Linked DNA regions of Mus musculus: region 2 is linked to region 1. A link is a contact called in public HiChIP or PLAC-seq data. All regions are on one chromosome and are shown on one strand. The core of a region is the stretch at or near the end of the contact, and the rest is flanking DNA. Distances in the headings are between cores, read along the strand shown.

What was found. HiChIP or PLAC-seq counts read pairs in DNA pulled down with a chosen protein or histone mark.
Region 2: an H3K27ac HiChIP or PLAC-seq map of acute myeloid leukemia shows a contact between it and region 1, with 6 times the contacts expected there. The contact joins two enhancer-like sites. A contact is called at or near these places in 1 of 484 Hi-C or Micro-C datasets (embryonic stem cells), 1 of 115 datasets of contacts at active chromatin or transcription factors (acute myeloid leukemia) and 1 of 9 other capture datasets (embryonic stem cells).

What each region holds. Positions count from the first base shown.
Region 1 is chr3:86,177,137-86,181,223 of GRCm38.p6, reverse strand. No RefSeq gene overlaps it. Among named protein-coding and RNA genes, the nearest start is that of Gm23025, 12 kb to the left of the region's middle. Within about 2 kb of position 1,278, at least 2 of the 459 cell types and tissues checked have an H3K27ac peak or open chromatin away from gene starts, as enhancers often do. A contact at or near this core is called in acute myeloid leukemia, where this site is marked.
Region 2 is chr3:86,772,149-86,776,615 of GRCm38.p6, reverse strand. It overlaps Lrba (LPS-responsive beige-like anchor), which reads right to left. Exons shown (of 57, transcript NM_030695.2): 54 at 3,415-3,516; 55 at 422-618. Among named protein-coding and RNA genes, the nearest start is that of Gm52625, 24 kb to the right of the region's middle. Within about 2 kb of position 2,180, at least 101 of the 459 cell types and tissues checked have an H3K27ac peak or open chromatin away from gene starts, as enhancers often do. A contact at or near this core is called in acute myeloid leukemia, where this site is marked.

The DNA.
Region 1 (4,087 bases), core at 29-2,528:
CCCAATGTCCTGAGTTTTACAAAGTGGGTGCCTGTACCACTGTCACCCACAGGCTGGCCTCAGGAGGACCTACTCTTTCCTAGTAACCTTTGGTTTAAGGTGGAGATATCTCTTCCCTTCCCTTCCTGTCGCATAGTTAAGTCAGCCTGAAGCATTTAAGCTTTTCCAAAAGGCTCTGTGGGAACAGAGGGAAAGGAAGGGAAAGTGAACCAGCTGGCCATTTATAAGGGCAGATCTCATTCATCCTGAGCTGGTGTCTGGTCCTATCTGCCTCTGAGCTGTGAAGGCCATCTTTTCTTTTCCTTCCCAGAGTGATGAAATGAATTCTTACAGAAGAGTAGAGTAACTCCAGCCAGAGACCTCAGCTCCTGTCTCTGGGTTTCTAAGTTCCCCCTTTCTCTAATGCACACCTCCTTTACTGGTTGAATCTGTGGTACAGGTGGTCACAAACCCTCTCAGAAGGTGATGTTGCTCTTTGGTTTTATGCTTTTTTGATGCCACAAGTTTAATATTCTAAAAAGAAATATAAGAGATATCTTTTTAAAAAAAGTTTTTGTGTGTGTGTGTGAGTCTCCAACATACTAATTAAAATAATTACCTTTAAGTTTCTAAAAGGTTAATAATTATCCTGGCCATTCTGTGTGGAGACTAGCCTTAAATACAACAGAGACATGATCAGGACAGCAAAACACTGGTTTCCTATTTTTAAGTTTGTTTTTCTTTAAAAACTAAAAGTATACAGGCTTTAGGGGCTGGAGAGACAACTGTGGGGTTAAGAGCACTTGATGCTCTTCCAGAAGACCTGGGTTTGCTTCCCTGCTCCCACGTGGCAACTGATAGCAATAGGTAACTCCAGAGGATCCACCACCCTCTTCTCGCCTCTCTGAGGGCACTATAAACATGTGGTACACAGACACAGCATGCAGAGAAAATACCCATACATATAAAGGAAAAGAAATGAATATTTACATATATATATATATACACACATACATATATATGTGTGTGTGTGTGTGTGCATATATGCTTTAGAGGCAAGTACCCTTGTCCTTAATCTTTTTAAACCTCAGTCTACTCAGTCATAAAATAATTCTTTAGAAGGTTGTACAATGACAGTGAGCAAATCAGAAACTATGGTTTACTTAGTAAATGGTCAATGAGACATAAATCCTGCTTTCCATAGGTAAAAATAGGAAAGCAAATATTGTAAAGGCCTTGTTTAACTACAACAGCGGTAGCAGAAGGCTACCCGGTATCTCCGGGCCTGGCCTGGTTGGATCTGGATCTGAAGTCATCCTGCTCTGTATCTTCCGGTTCCTCAGTTCCTGGTTCAGTCCCTTGCCCTGCAATAACAGCGACAAAACCACAACCGAATGAGCATAGTGTTGCGTGCCTGTGAACCCAGTGCTCAGGAGGCTCAACTGTGAGGACTGCAGTGACTTTGAAGCCAGATGGAGCCACAGAGAGAATCCCAAATTCTCTGGGCTAGAGTGACCCCTACCTCAAAAACAAAAACAAAACCAGAAGACACAGAACAAAACCAGAGGACCTGTCAGCGTGCAAGTACTTGTTAGCCAAGTCTAACTACCTGAGTTGCATCAGCAAAATCCCCATAAAAATCTGGATGCAGCAGCATGAATGTGCAATCCGCACTCTGCTCATACGGTGAGATGGGAGGCAGAGAGGAGAAATCTGTCAGAAGCTCATTGGCCAGCTAGCCTTGGAGCTGATGTCTAAAGACAGAAACAAGAGAGACCCTGTCTTAAAACAAGGTGGAAGAAAAGAACTGACTCCCCAAAAGTTGTCCTTTAAACAAGGAAGTGTGTGTCCACACTCAACATATACACATTTTAAACACTAAATCAATTCATTAATTAAAAAAAACAAAACACAGAACAGCTAATAACATAACCAAACCCACCAAACAAACAAGGAATTCAGGGAAAAGTTTTTTTTTTTTTTTTTTCCATTTTTTATTAGGTATTTAACTCATTTACATTTCCAATGCTATACCAAAAGTCCCCCATATCCACCCACCCCCACTCCCCTGCCCACCCACTCCCCCTTTTTGGCCCTGGTATTCCCCTGTACTGGGGCATATAAAGTTTGCAAGTCCAATGGGCCTCTCTTTCCAGTGATGGCCGACTAGGCCATCTTTTGATATATATGCAGCTAGAGTCAAGAGCTCCGGGGTACTGGTTAGCTCATAATGTTGTTCCACCTATAGGGTTGCAGATCCCTTTAGCTCCTTGGCTACTTTCTAGGGCAAAGTTTTAATTCGATGGGTTTGATGGAGCCAGAGGGGGTGTACCTGAGGCCTAGCACCACAGGCAGCTGAGGCAGGAGGATCACTTGAGCTCAGTAGTTCCTACAATTTTTCTAGCATGCAGAAAACAAAACAAAACCAAGCAATTTCTCTTAGTGAAGTTCTGATCGTACCACTTTGCTGATCAACAAACCATTTGGTTCTTCACAGCCTTCCAAATAATTCTTTTTTTTTTTAATTTATTTATTTATTATGTGTAAGTACACTGTAGTTGTCTTCAGACACTCCAGAAGGAGGAGTCAGATCTCATTATGGATTGTTGTGAGCCACCATGTGGTTGCTGGGATTTGAACTCAAGACCTTTGTAGAGCAGTCAGAGCTCCTAACTGCTGAGCCATCTCTCCAGCCCCCTTCCAAATAATTCTTAACTGTATATTCTGGCATGTGATAGATCATGAAATAAAATGCTCTAAGTTGTTTCTGTGGAATAAAAACAGATGAAGGGGGGGGGGGGCTGGCGAGATGGCTCAGTGGGTAAGAGCACCCGACTGCTCTTCCGAAGGTCCAGAGTTCAGATCCCAGCAACCACATGGTGGCTCACAACCATCCCCAACAAGATCTGACTCCCTCTTCTGGAGTGTCTGAAGACAGCTACAGTGTACTTACATATAATCAATAAATAAATCTTAAAAAAAAAAAAAAACAGGTGAAGGTCTAGTTTGGTGATTAAGACTTTACATTGCATGTACAATGTCATCAGGTTCAATCGCCAGGACCTCAAAAATAAAATAATAATGATGGTAAATTCATTTTCATTGTTAAATTTGGTATACTATTCCTTGTGCTTTGTTTTTTCTTTTTAATTGTTTACAGGTTTATTTATTTTACGTGTATCAATAATATTTTGCCTACATACATGTATGTGCACTATCTGTGTGCCTGGGCTCAAGAGGTCAGAAGAGGGATGTACAATCTCATGGAACTGCAGTTAAAAATGGTTGTGAGCCACTGTATGGGAGCAGCCAGAGCTCTTAACTGCTGAGCTCCTTAAATGTTTTATTTCTTAGGTGGAATAGTAGATACATGCTTGGTTTGCTTAAGAATGGTAAAATATATAAAACATAAAAAGGACCACTCTTGACATTTCATGTCACTACAGTGTTACAAAAGCACCACTACTGTTGGGGTAGAGATCGATGACGCTTGGAAGTGGACTACACATTGAACATGCATGAAGACCTTGGGTTCAGGCACTGGCACTACACCAAACAAACAAACAGACATATTAATGGCCTCTGCACCAGAATTCCTCCTCTTGGATAAGTGTTTCTACAGTGCATCTGTAGTGTGTGTTATCGACATTCATTGTTAGAGCTGAATGCTTCTCCACTGTCTGAATACATCCTTTCACTGGCAAACATGCCAGGCTAGCTCTTTTGTCTGTTTCAAATAATGATGCTGTGAATATTTGTGAACAAATTTATGTTTAAGTATCCCTTCCTTCCACTTTTCACCTGAGGGGAAGCACAAAGTATTAAGGAAAGCATGCTTTAAAAGGGGGTAGAAGTGGCTATGAATTTGAGGGATACACACACACACACACACACACATATATAATTTTAGTTTTATTGAAAATATGTTTTTCATACACTATATTCTGATCACAGTTACCCTCTCCCCTCCATTAACTCCTCTCAGTTCTTCCTACCTTCCTACCCACCCAATCTACACCTTTTCTCCTCTCTGTCTCTCTCTCTGTCTCTGTCTCTCTGTCTCTGTCTCTCTCTCTCTCTCTGTGTCTCTCTGTGTCTCTCTGTGTCT
Region 2 (4,467 bases), core at 931-3,430, 590 kb before region 1:
TGCTTTGGTGTTGCTCTCCAGTAGGTCGGAGCAGATATCTATTAGCTGCTGACCCCAAGAATACACAGCGACTCCGTGCTGCCGTTTCCAATGTGAAGAGAAAGCAGTTTTAGGCAGAATCTAGTTCAGCTTTGCTGTACAGTGAATCTTAGAGCCGGGTCTGCTGTTAGGTAGCACTTAGAGGAAATGGTATGGCTAGAATCAGCTATGGGACATCAGTCAGTGGGTGTTCTCTGCACACGGCCACAGTGAAGGCACTAGCCTGCAGCAAGGTGCTCTGGGCTTCTAAGTGCTAGCTAGTGCTGCCCCTCTGGCATGGGACGGAGGCCCCAGCTAGTTCAGACTTAGGCTGCTTCAGTGAACTTATCCTTTACTTAGAGCTTCCCAGTAAAAGGAACAAGGTGGAGCCTACGGCACTCACCCTTATGTGATCATCCGTCTCCACGGTGGCCTGCAGCTTCCCGTTCACACTGAAGGTGCAGAAGCAGCCGTTTTCATAGAAGATGACACAGTGACCCTCTCTCGATGCTTGGATGAGTTTTGGTTTCAGGCAATTTTCGGGACCCTCCAAAGTCCTTAACAGGTCTCCATTCATGGAGTGTATGAGACACGGCCCTTCTGAGAAGAGAACAAGAGGCAGAATTATATAATGAAAACAGACAGGGTGGACACATGGACGGTGCAGCTCCGTGGCAGTGGTCAGCAGGGCTGCAGTGCCATGGTACAGTTCTTCCCAGCGCTCAGAAGCTGTCATGCCAGTCGCTTTGCAAAGTCTGGTTCTTCTGCTTGCCGCCCTCACCTCCCACTGGAGGCTCTTCATGCTCTGAGACAGAAGTTACTGTATGCAATCCATTATAACACGAGCGGGGAGAAACAAGAAGAACTCCAAAAGGAAGACAATCTCCAGTCCCAGAGCAGCTTCACGGGAGGCTGGGGTATAAATGCTGCCACCGCCAGGCACAGGGGTACCCTTCCTGGAGGGCTGGGCAGAGCAGACTGCATCAATGTAGATGCAGCCAGCCAGGGCAGCTTCTCTCTCACTGCGTACAGCTCTGTGGCTGAAAGACTGGATTCCTTCTACCACTATTAAACTGAGTGAGATATTCCCTGATATCCCTAAAGCAGGCAGTGGCTTCTGCCACTCTCAAGTCCCCAGTGATACCCCAGGCTGAGACCCCGAGGACAGTAACTGCTGAACACCCCCCCCCCAGCACACACACACACACACACACACACACACACACACACACACACACACCAGAGCTTTTCTGTTTGAGAGACGGGGAGAGCGTGGGTCCTTGCCCTGCCTTGTTCCTGGTCTCACATATGCTTGCTCCCTACATGGCTACTAGAGCACGCCTTCTCTGTTTCAGTGTTTCCCAAGACAGGCACACGTTTGTTTTTGCATAGTTTCAGGATACATCAGCTTCAGTTCCAACTCCCTAAATAACACTAGCATCACAACAACACAGTTCAGATTTCAGTTATCAGAGCAGTTGTATAAACACACTTCATGGCTAGCTCTTCAGACCATGAACGCGTATATTAATAGCAGCTGAGCAACTGGAAGACCCCACATCACCGCGTTGAAGGCATATAAGTAACCAGCATCTGTTGTTTAGGTCACACAGACAGCAAACAGCAGCTTTGTTGCCTCTCCTTTCACAGTAACAGCCATGCGGCATTTTATAAAAGGAGGTAACCAGAGAAGGGTATTGGCCAACAATGATGAGCTTCAATAAAGAAGTGAATATAAATGGAGTATTTTGTAGAGAGAGCAGAGTCAGCTCCGGATGCTGCCAAGACACTAGATACGCAGCCAGGAAACGGACAAAGGAAACTTGCTGGCATAACTCAGGACAGTGGTTGTAACAGAGCTGATGATGTCCAGAGGAAGTGAAACTAAGGAAAGCCCCACATTAGGGGACCCTTGAGGGTGTGTCATAACACTTAAACAAAAGAAAAGTGAACCGCTCAAACAGAAGAGGACTGGCAATTTCCCCAGGCACAGAAGAGATGCTTAGGTTTTCAGAACAAGACTGGTGCCCATGTTCACCTGTCCCTGAGAACTGTTTCTCAAAGACATGAAACTGCACGGCTGGGTTTGTTTTTAGCTTTATTTTTGAGATAAGGTGTCTAGCCTTGCTATGTAGCCTTGGCTGTCCAGATACTCATTGTAGGTCATGTTGGCTTTGAATTCAGAGATTCCCCCTTGCCTCTACCTCCTGGGTGCTGGGACTAAAGGTATGTGCTTTGCCTGGCTGTTTCTAATGTTTTGACAAAAACTTTTAGACCATGGAAAATGATAAAAAAATAAAATAAAAAAAATTTCCCACCGAGACAGTGTCTCAGATAATTCTGTGTGATTTCTGTTTACATGTCATTTTACTGTGCAAAGCAGGGATGGTCTATAATAGTAATTAATTTTAAGGTTTGATATGGGTTAGATACAGTCCAAGGGATCATACTACTTTTTCACTGCTTTGACCAACTACGTTTTTCAAAGCAAAACTTTAAATATTCATTCTGGCCCGATAGCTGTACTACTCTAGTTCAAGCTGCAGAGACAGTGACTCAGATGCTCTGTGCTTCTGAGCTTAAAACACACCAGGTGATAGGAGTCCTCTGCTCAGTCCCCATCACAGAGAGGAGACGGGCAGACTGGTAGGTGGAGGAAGAGGCACTGAACTGCAAACAGCTTCTTTGCTGCTGGATCCTGGTCTGTTTCACCTGCTCTTGGAAGGAGCACTCAGTACCTCTAACCTCAGGCAAGTGCTAGCAGCAGATGATCCAGCAAACTAGCTCAAGTCCTCTACACTCCAGTGTCTGTCATGTCACTCTAGGCCTGCTTAGTTCTGAAATCCGGAAGTGAAGCAGAGTCAGGGGCTGTCAAGATGGCTTAGCAGGTAAAGGGACTTGTTGCTGAACCTGATGGCTTGATTTTAATCCCTGGTCCCCACACATTGTGAAGGAAGGGAACCAATCATCACAAGTCACCTGTCCTCTACACACATGATATGGCACGAATGTGGGCACACATATACTAAAGTCAGGGCCAGGATTCCCATTCAACCTTCTGGAGGTCAGAGAAATAAACAAACATATAAAGATGTTCCTTGTTCCTGCTTCATGGAGATTAGGTCACCAACTGCTGCTGTTTATAGAGTAGCTAGAATCCTTAGATTTAGACCAGGGAGCTAAAACTAAAACCAGGCTTTTGGTCCTTATGAGAATATTCTATCTCCAAGTGTAGCTATTGCTCTTACAGAATGTGAGTTTTAAGTAGCATATATTTAAGTAGCCCTGTGTGGCTACCATAATAGACTGGAGTTTTAGAGAACAGGATCCAACCTCATTTCTGTTCACATTAATATGACAAAAGAAGCCAACACTTTGAAGAAACCACAACTTTACCTTGGGAACCACTTAACACCAGGCCCAGCTCAGCGCAGACAGCAGCACAGGTGATCTCGTAGTCATGGCCTGTGAGAATGGCCCGAGGGGTGGCAGTTTCACCTTTAACAAGGAAAAAAACAGACAAGTCAATCCCAATGTATAAAGACTAGATAACGGTGCCAATTTTGATCTTAGGAGTCCACATTTTGCCACAGTTTGATTTTAAAGGTGCTATGTTCCTGAATTTAAGGAACCCTTATTATCTAGCAACAACAGTTTAAAGTTCAAAGCTAAAGATGGTAAAACCTGCATTTTATACTTTTCTCATAAAAGTTGCTTCTCAAGTAGAGAGATGATTCTAAAATAGGGCCTTGGTTATAATAAACCCACAAAAACCATCACACAACTAGATTAAGGAAACAACTGAAAATTCTTGCCCATCCAATATCCTATGCATCTTGTGAGTTCCTATAGAGGCAGAACAGCCATCTTAGGCCATGCAGCTCTGCGCAGCGTCTACACTTTGACTCTCCACTACGGCTTTAGGGACTTACCCATAGTGCCCTCCCCTGAGCACAATGACAATTGGGGTAATTTGTTTCCAATTCTGATCTATGTCTAAGCCTGTATAATGTGAAATTCTGTTCCAAGTTATTACAATAAATGATTAAAACTAAAATAAGAACCCAGGCTTAGTTAACATTTCAGTGCATCTCCCCTAGTAAGACAATCTCGAGTGGGACGACTCTCTAGCGCACCTACTATTTTAGTGTTTTCTGATGTGCACTTCTTTCTCATAGAGTACCTCCCACATTTCAGCCAATCAGCAGAGGCATGATGAACCTTGTACTGATGGTCTTGGAGAGTTTGGGGGAAGGAGGGTGGAGAGAGGGAATGTATAGTAGAGAAGAAAACTTAACATCGTTTCTGTGTCACAAAGTAAAAAGTGGCCACAGCTCAGAGAAGTGACCCAATCACAGGCCCGAGTTGTGAATTTGTACCACACGGACATACAGGATTCTGTACTTAACCAGAGGGCTCTATTTAAAACTACCCACCCCTCCCTTTAGT